Regions from separate parts of the Pan troglodytes genome. Here regions 1 and 3 are each linked to region 2. Evidence: chromatin contacts called from public Hi-C data. All regions are on one chromosome and are shown on one strand. The core of a region is the stretch at or near the end of the contact, and the rest is flanking DNA. Distances in the headings are between cores, read along the strand shown. Region 1 has its middle 5.3 kb from the start of MIR9-2. Region 2 holds the start of TMEM161B (transmembrane protein 161B). Region 3 has its middle 370 kb from the start of CCNH.

Region 1 (4,619 bases), core at 659-3,158, 390 kb after region 2:
TGTTTTCCGAGGGCCAGTGACTATTAAAAGAAACTCAGAGAAAACACGAAATCTGTCAGACAGCTACTTAGTGACAGAATTAAATGAATATTGTTAGGTAAGTGTTTTAATAACGCAGCATTTTCGAAGCATTTTCTGAAGATTATTTCTCATTGGCCCTGTCATAAAGTGGTAGCAAACTGCTTTAAAACAGTAATCAGACCGAAAGTAGTTGAGGAAGCCTATGACAGGAAGTTGTTAATAATATCCTTCGAAATTTACCTGTGAAATACAGAGCTTGACTACTTTTGTAAAAGTGGAATTGAAAGTAAACGGCCTCTGTAATGCAAATCGACCAGCAGCAAGAAAGCCACTACCTTTGGAGTCCCACGACTTCACCTGAGCTTGCAATAGACCTTGTGCGCCCTTTGGTTCATGGAATCAAAACTGTTTTGACATGTTGGCCAGTGCCCTTCGGTGTCACTGAAGCTCAGCCCGCGGACGGCGGTGTGTCAGTGTGCACCGGGAGGCCTGGGCCTCAGTCCCTGGGCTCGTGCCTACGCAACAGCAGGACCGCCCGCAGCCTCCCAGGACCAGTGACCGTCACCCGCAGTAAGGATCGGGGCGGCTCCGCCAGTCTCGGCCCTCTTTCCAAGGCCTCTTTCCAAGGCGCTCTTTCCTAGCCTCACCCGAGGGCCGCAGAGCCGGACCTGTGCCGGGCGAGTTGGATTTAGCCCAGTTAGAGTTAAGATGGTATCATTAGCTGCGCACAGCGTGACTTCCCGCTAATCCTCTCTGCAACTTACAACAAGTTTAAATGTCCATGCATGATGTTATTAACTGGCTTTAGTAAGTGCTTAAGACCCAGATCTCTTTTTAAAGTAATCTCTGAACAAGTTCTACTGTATCCACCCAACAAGGAGATTAATATTTCCAGCAAATCTGATGATGGGGTAAGATGTGCCCTGAGCTCCTATGGGCAATGGGGGTAGAAGTGGGAGTTGCCCCAGGGAAGGGCCCAGAGCGGCAAGCGCTCACCAACGCCGGCCACCGAGCAAAACTTCCCCGCCCCCGCTCCACCCCCCCAGCTTCCCCGCAGGGAGACCCTTTCCGTTAGCAGCTTTTCACTAAGTTAATAACGGTGTGTGTGTGGTGGTGGCGGGGAGGGGGGATTTGGGGGTTACACAATATCTATATCAATGATATTGATCACGTCCAGGGAAGAAGCCTGGGCAAAACTAGAGACACCGAGTGTCAGCAAAAGAAAGCTTCTTAACCACAAGTTGCGTGCCGCCTGAGGAAGGTGCCCTGTGGCAGGGGGTGGCCGCTGGGAGATGCCTGCCTCTAACCGACGTCCAGGCGTGACTAAACCTCGACGCCACCCCCATTCACAAGCTCAACTCAGGGATTCCCAAGCAACCGCAGACCGGAGGTGGCGCAGAGGCAATGACCAAGGTCGCTGATTAGGGGCCGAGAGGCTGGCAAATAATAATTAAAAAAAAAAAAAACCGGAATAGCCTTCGCGGACGCAGCTCAGCGTGCCAGGCAAAGGACAGTCTGACGACCCGCCCCTGCCGAGCCCCGCAGCTCCGCGCCGGTGTCCAGCAGCCTCCAAGGCGCCGAGCGCGGGCACGGGAACTTGAGCTAGCGCAAACTTGGGCGGCCTCCCAGCCTGCTACCCGGGCCGCAGCGCGCCCCCGGCCTCCCAGTCGCGCGCCAACCCGGGAGCGCGCGCGCCGGCGCACCAGCTCCATCAGCTAGAGGAGCCTGTCTCCCGGGAAACACCAATCAGACGCCCGCTTTCAGGCGAGGGCCGCGAGCCGCAGCAGCTGCAGGAGGACTCGGGCAGTTGGCGGTCAGCGGGAGGCGTCGTCCTGCCCCGCGGCGGGCCAGCCGCCTTCGCTGCTGCCACTGCCTAGCCTAACCGCTTCTGCAGCCAGTCACAGAGTCGGCTGTCTCCTCTTTGCACCGCCCACGCCAAGTACCTTGCAAGGCGGCGGCTAAGCCTGGCTATTTTTAGATCTCCAGAATGCGCTATGCCCGCGCTCAACGAAAACCAAGTCAAACCATCAAGCACAGTGATGTGCTGCTTTTTGAACAAATATGGCTCAAAACTCCCTATTTCCCTGAATAAAGTCGATTATCTGCACTTTTTAAAAGCCCTACCCCCTGTGGTCTGGCAGTTGGCTGAAAAGCGGAAAGCCACACGCTCCCACCTCAAACATGGTCATCACCTTTCTAAGGAAGTGCACTAACTCTCGCAGCCCTGATTGAGGGCAGATAAATATTCCTTAATATCAATCACAACTATATACTTTCCATTTCCATTCACCATCTTAGAATTAATTCCACAAATAAGTCGAACAGTTCCCAGAAGGGGTGAAATGGGTTCTCTGAGCAAATAGGAATAGAGGGTTCTGCTGATTTCTGTACTAGGTTGTTTAAGTTGTGTTAAGAAACCGATGAGCAAAGAAACAGGGTTAACAAAGCCATCCATTAAAATCCAGAGACACTGAAGAACTGCCTTACATGTCCCAATTGCTGTAGGACCTGTTTAACTATCTCGAAGTAGTCATGTTAAAACAATCGACCCAGCATTATAGATATCTTTTTTACTCAATAACTGATTCTAATAAGTTCTTAGTCTTAAAGAACACCTTGTCCTGTGTTGCCCATCTCACCACTGCCACCCCCAGCTCCCACTAAATGCAACATATTATGGTGTGTTTTACTTAACTGTAGCACATTAGGGAGGAAAGGGTATCAATTTTCTGAAACCACAGTGACATTTCCAGATGTATAGATTCATGGGAAAAAAATAGATACATAGACAGTTACATACTGTCATTCATTTTCTAGCCACATTGGAAAATAAAGCCTTTGGCTTCATCTCTCCATTTTTAAAAAGTCAAAATTCCTAAAATGCTAAAATATCTTAAAATATTTATATGTATTCATCTATATGGCTTCCTTATAATTTAAATGGTTTCTTAATTTTCATCAGGCTACACAAAAATCAAATTAGAATTTTATATTTTTCCAAATAAGAAAATTATTTTAATTTTAAAAATAAACACAAAGAACTCTTGTGGTGGAAAATTTACTGTTCAAGGTGACCTAAAGAACAGTCACTTTGGAAAATATTCCATTTTGAATGTAAATAATGCATATCTCATTATTATGCATAATGGCAACTTCATTAAGGGATTGATACTAGTGAAAATACCCATTCACATTCAGCAAGGACACTGAAGAAGTCTTCCTGAATCTTTTTTTTAACCTTTATCCAATTTTCATTTTTGTTGTTGTTTTGTATTTTTTGTATGACTGTGTTTATCCTATATCCTTTATTATTTGATTAGTGAGTGACTGTTCAATGTTAATTTTCTGGTATAACAAAGTAGGGTAAAGAAAATAAATGGGTTCTATCTTTATATTTACTTTTACAGGTATCATTTTATCACCCTATTTCTAAGTATTTCATGAAAAGATTCTAGATGTCAAAACCTGCAGTTAACGTTCCTGTTTAGAAATACGCAAAATAATACCTTTGACGTTGGCAACTCAGATGTATTATTCAGCAAAACAGCAATTACTCATTGTTTTGCACTTACATGTTAAGAACTATGAGACACTTGGTGACACAATAACAAAATTGCAAAGTCAATTACATTTAAAATAGACATCCTAGTAAAACATACACAACCAACTCCATTTACTTTTTTTGAACTGTTTTGTTTCCTTTTTCTGACTGTTTACAGTCAAATAGATTTCGTGAATGTTAAACCGAAGGATAACTGATTTACACACATCATGAGGGGGAAAAAGTTAGAAAGTAGGGGGAGGGGCATAACATAAAAAGGAAGTGTATTCCTGGGGACACCAGAATCCACCTAGGGAGGTGCCAGAATATTCTTAAATATTTTTGGAAATGATCTTCTTTTGCAATGTCAATCACAGTGACAAACTTTGAAAGAGCAGTGTGCCATAATTTAAAGCAAAATTTAAGCTAGATTCACACTAACAATTCTATGCAGGACTAAAGTAGTAAAACCCACGTAGAGTCCATTTATATTTAAGAATAGAGAACTTCAGGTGGGACTAGGTGTTTGTTTTATGGTATTTTAATTGCAGAAGCAGAATTTTTGTAATTTGAACTCGCCAGTACTGAATTCCACCTCTCATCCCAGCCTGAAGCCTGAATTGAAGTTCCCATCAGAAAATTAAAATGTTTGTCTGGATAAAATAACTTCTAAATGAACTCTCTATTTCTTTTCGTTTCTTTTTGTATTTTCTGCAATGTAGCCCCTCGCAATGATATTAGTTCTAGTGTGGGAAAATATTATAATTGAGATTTGGTAAGTTATTTGCAGACTTTCCTTTACAGTTTTTCTTTACACTGTGCTGACATTTAGTACAGCCCTGGTGAGGAAAACAATACTACCATTCATAGCTCTAGACGTAGATTTCAATCGACTTAAGCGGGCACAATGAAACTTGGTCATTCACTGGTTACCCATATTGTGTTCTCAAATTTTCTCTCAGCAAAAGTATAATGACTCAGTATTGTATGGTTGCATAGACAAGGGCTCGGAACAAGAGACACTAGTTTTGTCTGACGGTGTGAGAAAGTCGTGAAG
Region 2 (4,697 bases), core at 638-3,137:
TGTTCAGCTTTTCTGTGACTATGATGAATTTAAGTATTTTAATTATACTTTACCTTCAACTTTTCAGACCAAAAAGTCAAAAATTAATCTTAAATTTAAAAAAATGAAAATATGAGTTTTAGTCCAGACTGCCAAACTACTGTTACTTCAGATAAATCACTGTCAATTTCTAGACCCCAGATTCTTTCTTCTTTAAAATGGGGATGGAAGAGTGATTACTAGGCTTTGGTTTCTCCCAGTTCTGTTTTCCCTATCCTTGTCTAATTTCACTGATACAAAAGAAAAACAACTTTCTTAATACAAACCATATTATTCACTGAGGTTTAAAAAAAAAACTTTAAAGAGATAGGTTATCTGGTAAAGTGCACCAGGAACTACATTATTTTGAAGGTCTTTGTTCTACATTCAGCTAAGTTTCTAAAAGTCATTCAAAAGCCAATCACCACACACATTAACTGAATGTTGGCAATATTTGGCCCTGAAAATATAAGACGAACTGAAGCTAAATTCCAGGACAAAAGCCTCTGCAAGTGAGGGTTTGAAATCTTGTATACGGTGAAGAAACTGACAATAATGAACTTCACCAGAGCCCCGTGATCTTGAAAAACAGCAAAGGTTAAGAAACCCCTTGCCCCCGTTTGTGTTCTGAGAAATTGGCTTACTGCAAAGAATCATCTTTCCTGTAGAATTCAGATAAGACTAAGGGTTGATCCATACCCCCCTACCCCTTGTTTACCTATAACAAGGCCATAACTAGACCCTTCTAATTCCCATCCTTTGCTTCGTAAATGACTTGCTGAAGTACCTGTCCCACAGATCAATCGGAACAAAATACTTATTAACCAAACTTTAAGATTCTCTTCTCTCGGGTACCTGAATTTTGTCCTTCCCTCAGTCTGAAACAACATATACAAACCTCTCCTAACAGCTCCTCCTCAGAATACATGGGCTCAGGGTAAAACATTATCTGGTTACTGCCGGATCATACCCACATTTTCATCCCAATTCCTGACATCTTATTTACCCCTACCAACAAAAGACAAACCCTTTCTGCCTAACCTTTAAGGTGCATGCAAATCTTACGGTCATTCTCCCTACTGCAACAGTTCCTTCAACCTTCCTCCACACCCCTGCAATATTCCTTTCGAATAAAGTCTGTCCTTACTAAACTCGGGTTTTTTATTTGACACCCTTTTCAATTATGAAATGGCTAAGTGTAAAGAATAAGGGGACTGCCGTTTCTTTAAATGACAGGTGTTGATCTTATACAAGGAGACCCGTTGTGTCCACCTGGAGAGGCTAAAAGCATTTCTAAGATCTGAAGTTCTTGGCCACTGTTCCGCGGCTGGAGAAGGGGGCGCAGAAGAGGTGACTGACCCGGCAAGGTCAACTCTGGGATCACCTGGCGCCACAGGCCATACACAGTAAACGGGCCATGAACAGGCAGGCTACCCAGTCCATACTCCCTGACAGATACGCCCCTGCCTCCGGCCCGCTAGTCTCCCAGACAGGTAGGCGGAATGCTGCTTCCTCAGGGGCTCAGACACCCTGAGATAGGTGGTGGGTCCTACCCAGCAGCTCATCCCAACGTTTCAACTCCATTCTGAGCAGAGCACCTGATGGCTCTTTTCACAGTACTGACCTCCCCGCCCTTTTCGCCCCACCGTTGTCACTCCTGCCCTCACAGAAGAACTCACCATGGCGCCTAGGATAGGTCGTGGACCAGACACCCTGGAGTCGCCGGGGCAGTCCCAAACCTCTTACCTCCCGGCCCTTGAGCCGAGAGACTCTCAAACAGCGAAAGAGAGGGTCTTCCGGCTCTGCCGGAAGTTGTGCGCGCGCGGGACAGGAAGTTCCTCCCTTCTCCAGAGCGCCGTCGACCCCACGCCACGCAGAGGTGAAGATACGCAGGACGTCCTCTAAAGCAACTTCCGTGGGTGCCAGGTTATGGGCTGGGGGCGGTGCTGACCTTGAGAGAGCGGAGGAGGCGCAGGCGCAGCACAGGTACGTGGGCGGGCGGATCGTGGTGGCTGCGCTTGCGAGCACCCTGAGGTAGATTGGGTGGTTTCAGCAGGAACGCATCCACTGTCTGAGAGGTGACGGAGGCACACGTTGGTGTGGGGAGCGGGAGGGGAGAGGGAGGGGGGCGGGTGGGGGGCGGGAGGGGGCCAGGGGTGGGAGTGAGGGTGCGCGATGGGAGTCGACTCCAGACCCAGGTGATTTAGAGAGAGTAAAGACCACCTTTGGCCGTCATTTTGTCTCAGCTTAACTGACGCCCTCTTGTTACCCTCTAGTTTTCCTGACTCGGTCCCTTATTAGCATATCCTCATTTCCACAGACCTGTCCGTCTGTTGCTTCTGTTCCCTGCCTTAGTGGGTACCGTAGCTCTACCCTCCTTCCGGGCAATGGAATCTCATAGTGAGAAGTTTCTTCACTATTCACAGGTGGCAATTGAAGCCGGAAGAACATCTACCAAGAGCAGAGAACCCAGGAAGAAAATTCTGCCTCTTTAATACGTCCCAATTTGGACGTTTTCCATATAGATACCTATCTATATAGATAGATGCTCTGGGATCTGACGGTCCTGGACACCTGTATGGCTGTGTGCTGTGGTCTTTGCCTAGCCTGCGGTTCACTTTTGCTCTGGCCACCACCTCCCCTCATGTACAAACCGCGTCTCTGCTCTGCCAGTCTTGGCCCCCGTCAGGCAGCGGTTCACTCCCTCACCAGGGAAGTCTAGATAGATAGATATAGATAGATATCGATCGATAGATATAGATATAGATAGATACAGATAGGTAGATATATGGATAGATATAGATATTTGGATAGATATGTAGACGTCTATCTATAAATATATCGATATATCGGGGTTCTCAGCCATCCCAAAGAAGCTTGCACAGGGCCAGTTGCTTTATGTCAGGAAAAGGGACACAGACTGAGTGTATGAGGGTTTTTTTTTTCTATAGATGTATAGATATTTATATCAGATGCAAATAAGTGAAACTCTCATACACCTTTTAATTTTGTGTTTTTTCCAAACTATTCCATTCAACTTTTTCTGCCTTTTTATTTGATTATAATGAGACATCGTACTGGAGGCAGGCTTGAAATGGATATACAGAGCACTTTCAACCCAGAAATTTGTCTCACGACTTGGGGTCCTTACTTAAGTTGTAGCTGTTAGTAATTTCATCCATGAATTCACTTTGTGCCATAGTGTGATGTTTTGTTATGAAGTTGGAATTGGGAAGGGAAACTAGGAAGTTTTGGGAGAAGTTAAGAAGGTTGAGTAGGCAGGCGTTGTTATAGATATTAAATTTCACCCTGCTTATCAAAGTACCTGGAGGGTATGGTATCCAAGCTGTAAATGGCCCAAAGGAATCGGGGTTCTCAGCCATCCAAAAGAAGCATGCACAGGGCCAGTTATTTTATGTCAAGAAAGGGGACACAGACTGAGTGTATGAGGGGTTTTTTTTGTTTTGTTTTTTTTAGTTTAAACTTGATTTTGTGAGGGGACGAACAGCGTGACAATTAAAGAAGATCTAGGAATCGTAAGTACTGACAGAATACCTGGAGGGAAGGTGGGACTGGAGAATAGTTTGTGAAACAGATCCTGCTGAGGATGAATCCAGAACTTCCTGAAGGATTCCGCTTCTGCTGTGTAGGGACAAGGTTGTAAATAGACAAGCCACAGGCACCTGCAAATGGTAAGTGTGGTAGAGAGGGGCTGGAATTGCCTGTTGGTGTATCTGTGGGAAGCAGCTGCTATCCTTGAGGAAGAAAAGATGGAGAAGGTAAGTGGCTATCAACCTGTCAGAGACAACACATTCTGTGAAGTTGTACTCTTTCATTTCTGACACTGTGGTTCTTAATATCTGTCCTAAACCTGGCAGTCACTGAGGTTCGCAAAGTATCTCCTTCTATGTGACAGTAAAACTGGAATTACTATCAGAATGGAATCCATTCCTGCCAGAGTAAAACCATGAAAAGAAATCGCAGTTTTGATTATCTGCTTATCATTTTTAATAGATCACAGAGTGCAATGTTCCTTATTTGGTGTATGGCAAGTTGATGAATAACTCTTGATTAATATCCTTTAATGTTCTGTTTCACACAGTTCTCTCAATTACATGTGAAAAATCTGTTATATAAGTAATGCTATTTAATGATTAAAATGGATATATGTTTTAAGGTAGTGCCACCCAGTCTTTTTTATTTGGTAGAATAATATTATTATCTATTGGTTGCCTGCCTTGAAGTACAGTAATTTCTCTGTTTCCATTATTTAAAATAGGTGAGTGTCTTTGACGAAGATACAAAGAAAGGGGACAGTTATGAAAGGGAAGAAAAGATAGATGGAGATGAAAAGAAATTCAGTAGTTTCAGCAAGGGAATTAGGAGCATAATCTTTGAGAAAAGTCTTGGTTGCTTACCATTCGGGCTTTGTGATGAGTTGAAATGTCCTGAATGAGAACTGTTCTCAAATGCTTTCAAGACCAACAAAAAGTTACGATACCCACACTGACCTGGAACTCTTTAAACCATTAAGATATATCACTTTTTCGCAGTTCAGTCCATACTTTTTGCAAAATGTTCTGCTTAGTTTTTCTGCTAAGAAATTACTGTTTCTGAACAAGGTTAAGTGTCGTATGCTTTCATTGTAGTTTTTTTTCCCCCTAACATATACTGTTTTC
Region 3 (4,062 bases), core at 791-3,290, 490 kb before region 2:
AATATTGTTTTAAGGAACACTGCTATATGTGGTTCTCAATAATATTGACATTAAAATTGGTAGAAACACTGCTGGATTTCAATTAAAATTGGACCAATATTACTTAGAATTTTATAAATAGCTTCTTTTTACATTTGAAAATAAAATCAAATTACATATATAATAATTATTAGAAAATGTAATAAAAGTACAATTTTAAAATCACCAGATAATGTCTTCAGATAAGAAAATTATAGTTAAAATATCAGTTTTTAAAAATCACCAACCAGTTGATCTACTAGAATATATATAGATATCATCTGTAAACATTTATTGTTTAAGATTTCATATTGTCATTCCAAGAAAAAATTGGAAAAAAAAATGAGCATTTTGTGTAACATGAATTTTTCCCTATGGTTGTTTGAAAGGCGAAAACCCCGACTTGACCTCTCTTTAAGAAAATGTATACTAAAATTAGTACAAAGTAGAAAAATCAAAGAACATTCTTCCTGATTCAGCATTTTTTTAAAAAGCATCCTTACTTTAAAATATTTGCTCATAGTCTAAATTAAATGATGAAATATAAATGTTCAAAAAGAACACAGCAAAGGCAAATAACATCATACTTATCAGAGAAATGTTAAATTCAGATTTTATGAATTTTTGTTTGTTCATAATTGAATCCTTGAAAGTGAATTTTTAATATAAACAAAAAAACAAAATTATTTTCCACTTGTATATTACTTATAATGTTTGAAAGGTTAAATGTGCACACCTCTTCAACAAGTACTAAATTAATTTACTAAATCCCTTCAAGTAAGGATGTTTGATTTAAAATATTTATCGGTCTTTGAACACCACATGTGTAGAGAAAGTCGCAACTTGTATTTCTTATTGATTCCCAAACGCAATAAAATACATGGGGTCTTCAAAATTCCTATTTAGTTTCCCACCAACAGCCCCTTTTATTGGTGATTTAGAAACTTTAATCCTGGTTCATGACTAATACTATGCAGATGTTTGTTATACAAATATAGCAATTAGCTTCTTTGTATCATTAAAAGGTATCTCAATGAAAACACTGTAAATTTAATTTTTCACATTATCCAAAAAGGAAACTATATTTTCAGAGTATAAGAGTTTCCATCTGTAGATATAATAAATGTAATATTAAAATGTGTGACTCAATGGTATCAAAAGGGAGAATGCCTAGGCCTATGAAATAACTCTCAAATAGGAAAAGAATGAAACGTCATTTTGGTTAAGTAGACTTTACACTAGTTGAAGATTGATTCATTAAGCAAAGTTCGAGCACACTTTCTATTCATATAAATAGTGTGTATAATGCCATTTTGCAAAGATGACAGTGGAAACTTGTATTTCTGAGAGTGGCTAAAATAGCTTGTAAACAGTATCTTTGCAATTTGACATTCCAAGTGCTGCTTGCAGGGCAGCACATCTGAGGGTTGGTAGGGGAAGAGTATCTGAGGATAGCACTATTTTGGGTGTTTCCAAGAAGCAGAAAGTTGGTTCTTTGATTTTATTACCTATTATTGTCTCAAATTAGAATGCCAAAGGGGGCATCTTATTAAAATAAAAGCCTGATGAATACAAGCAAAAAAAAAAAAAAAAAAAAGAAAGAAAGCTTCAAGCCGTTGAGAAATTTGAAATCAAAACAGAAATTTTAAAGAAAAGTATGATGTGAAAATAAAGGAAAGTAGAGAAGAAGAAAGGAAAGAGATGTAGCAGATAATTAGACAAAAGTGAAAGGAAGGGCCCTAGTTCTGAAACCACTTCCGCTTAAACCAAAATGGCACCAAAAATTTTAAGCCAGGGTATTTAAACTGCTGGAATATTTCATCCTGAAAAATTATATTTTTCAAGCAAAATAACTACTTTGTGTCCAAATTCTCTGAATAATTATGGCAATTTCTCTCTTCTATTTGCACTTCCATTTGCATTATAGGCACTACTTAAATACAAACAGGAGTGGCTCACTGAGATCACAGAAGAGAGACTTCTCACAAAGCCGCTAGATGGCGTGAGAGCACTGCATTGGACCTGCTCTGCCACACGGCCGCGTGTAACATTGAGGCGTTTATTCTCTTCACGCTGAGAGCTCAGTGTTTAGTCAAGTAAGATGCGTTTTCTTTCAGAGAGATCTTTCTGTGTTGCATGACACTTTTTAGGACACAAAGGGGGTATTCCGCCCTCCCCATACACACACTAAGAAAATGTCGAATTAAATTTGGAATAGTAAAAATCATTTCAGTATTTACTGGGGCTTCCTGAGAACTTTACCTTTCAGCTCTTTAGGGGATAGTCTGCTATTTGTTATGCAGCCTTCCTTAATAGGTAGTTAGAGGGAAAAAGTCCCTTCAGCATTATGCCTGTGCTCAAACAACTGCAGACAAAGTTTGCATATTCTCAGTCATCCCCTCTCTTTTTCCTAATTTTTTTTTTTCATCAAAAATTCTCTTTGTTTTTCTTCATCTGATATTGTGGGGTCCCTCATTAAGGACTGTAATATGAAAAGCTGGATTTAAAACTGCTGTCAAAAAGGAGGTTGTCCTCTTTTAATATTCTTTACCAGCAAAGCAAAAGGAAATGTCTTTGTTCTTGCTTTATAAATGCAATGTTTTTTGCTTTATTTAATGTTTCTGCCAGATCACTAGGCACCTTCTAATCTACCCTCCCAACTTTGAGATATACTTTTATATTTGGTCTTTGCAGATTCCCAATACATGCATGAGGCGTCTCTCTGTGCCTCCACAACAGGACTAATTACCATATTCCTCCAGATATTATCACTATCTCCCTTCACAAAGTGTCCAATGTAAAAGCTGTTTTGATCTTTCGGATAAGTGCCTTAATTTAAAATAATAGCAAAAAGGTAAAATTAGGCCTCTATGCTCAGCAGTGCATGAATGACAAATCTGTTGTCGTTTGGGGTATATTTTTAAAGATTCCTTTTAAAACCTCTTATAGCAAATTTACATATGATCAAAAATGATATTACACATTGGCGAACTGAAGTGCATAATTTACTTCATATGCTACTGATATAGTTATGTTTATACGTATAATGGGTTTTACAGTTTTGGTATAATATCATACCAGTTCAAAAACTGAAAGATTTTTAAAAGCATTTTTTTTTCAGTTTTTATCCACCTCTGAAAAGTTATTTTTTTCCTGTATAGTGTCTCAGAGCAAGATGTATCATTTTTAATGTACACTTTTAGCCCTAATATCCATGAATTTATGAAAACCGGAGATTTTATGAGGGCATTCAACTAAAATATTTGGCAAAATAAGAATTCAATAATGTAGTTATACCTCTTTAAAATGCAAACATTGGAGAACAAATGGGCAACTTGGCAAAACTTGCTTCATAGTGTTACATTTTTGTTTTTACCCTGTGTAGTTCTGGTTTATAAGAACATGTTAATTTGTCATATTAATAGGTGAAATGAGTCATTTGGATTATGTTTGAATTGGTTCTAATCTTTGATATCATGAAAATCTTCACTTTGGATATAAGCTCCCTAAATCCATGACTATTATTATACAATGTGTTGCTATAAAGCAGACAGATAGATAAAGATATCTTGAAATAGGAGCTCCATGTGTGCACAGGTGATTTTTTTTCCTCTTAGACATTCTATGTAATTCATAGTAACAGGTTAGTCAATTGATCATAAGGAATGTAAAACAAGACAAATACTTTAATCATTTTGAAGTCAATTATTCTATATACAGATCTAAAACAATTGCTAGAAATATAATTTTAGCTGGTTGTGAACGGCCACTAAGCTTTTTCGTGACAACTGACTGCTTAACATCAGTGGGACATTAAGTTACTTTGTGCTTGAAAATCCACCAGGGAGTGTATATATGTGCTCTAAAGCTGCCCACTCAGTTCTGTTTGATCGCTTGCAGAAAACCAATAGCTTCTCACTGATGCTGACAGGAGTATTGCCTCCATAACGGATTACAATGAAATATTTCAATAAAAACCCTTTTTAAAACTTATTTTTTTTTAAATTTGCACTTCCATGTGAATAAATGACTGAACTCCATAAA

What was found. A called contact is a pair of places that touch in the nucleus more often than the background predicts.
Region 1: a contact with region 2 is called in a Hi-C map of stem cell-derived neural progenitor cells, with 4 times the contacts expected there. The contact joins the enhancer-like site here to the promoter of TMEM161B in region 2. A contact is called at or near these places in 1 of 7 Hi-C or Micro-C datasets (stem cell-derived neural progenitor cells), 1 of 1 datasets of contacts at active chromatin or transcription factors (stem cell-derived excitatory neurons) and 1 of 1 other capture datasets (stem cell-derived neural stem cells).
Region 3: a Hi-C map of stem cell-derived neural progenitor cells shows a contact between it and region 2, with 5 times the contacts expected there. The contact joins the enhancer-like site here to the promoter of TMEM161B in region 2. A contact is called at or near these places in 2 of 7 Hi-C or Micro-C datasets (induced pluripotent stem cells and stem cell-derived neural progenitor cells) and 1 of 1 datasets of contacts at active chromatin or transcription factors (stem cell-derived excitatory neurons).

What each region holds. Positions count from the first base shown.
Region 1 is chr4:27,485,475-27,490,093 of NHGRI_mPanTro3-v2.0_pri, reverse strand. No RefSeq gene overlaps it. Among named protein-coding and RNA genes, the nearest start is that of MIR9-2, 5.3 kb to the right of the region's middle. Within about 2 kb of position 1,908, at least 17 of the 24 cell types and tissues checked have an H3K27ac peak or open chromatin away from gene starts, as enhancers often do. A contact at or near this core is called in stem cell-derived neural progenitor cells, where this site is marked.
Region 2 is chr4:27,876,050-27,880,746 of NHGRI_mPanTro3-v2.0_pri, reverse strand. It overlaps TMEM161B (transmembrane protein 161B), which reads right to left and starts at 1,887. Exons shown (of 13, transcript XM_063810278.1): 1 at 1,698-1,887. The coding sequence starts at 1,700. LOC104006383 (a long non-coding RNA gene) reads left to right here and starts at 1,867. Exons shown (of 5, transcript XR_010156890.1): 1 at 1,867-2,004; 2 at 3,496-3,554.
Region 3 is chr4:28,369,064-28,373,125 of NHGRI_mPanTro3-v2.0_pri, reverse strand. No RefSeq gene overlaps it. Among named protein-coding and RNA genes, the nearest start is that of CCNH, 370 kb to the left of the region's middle. Within about 2 kb of position 2,040, at least 6 of the 24 cell types and tissues checked have an H3K27ac peak or open chromatin away from gene starts, as enhancers often do. A contact at or near this core is called in stem cell-derived neural progenitor cells, where this site is marked.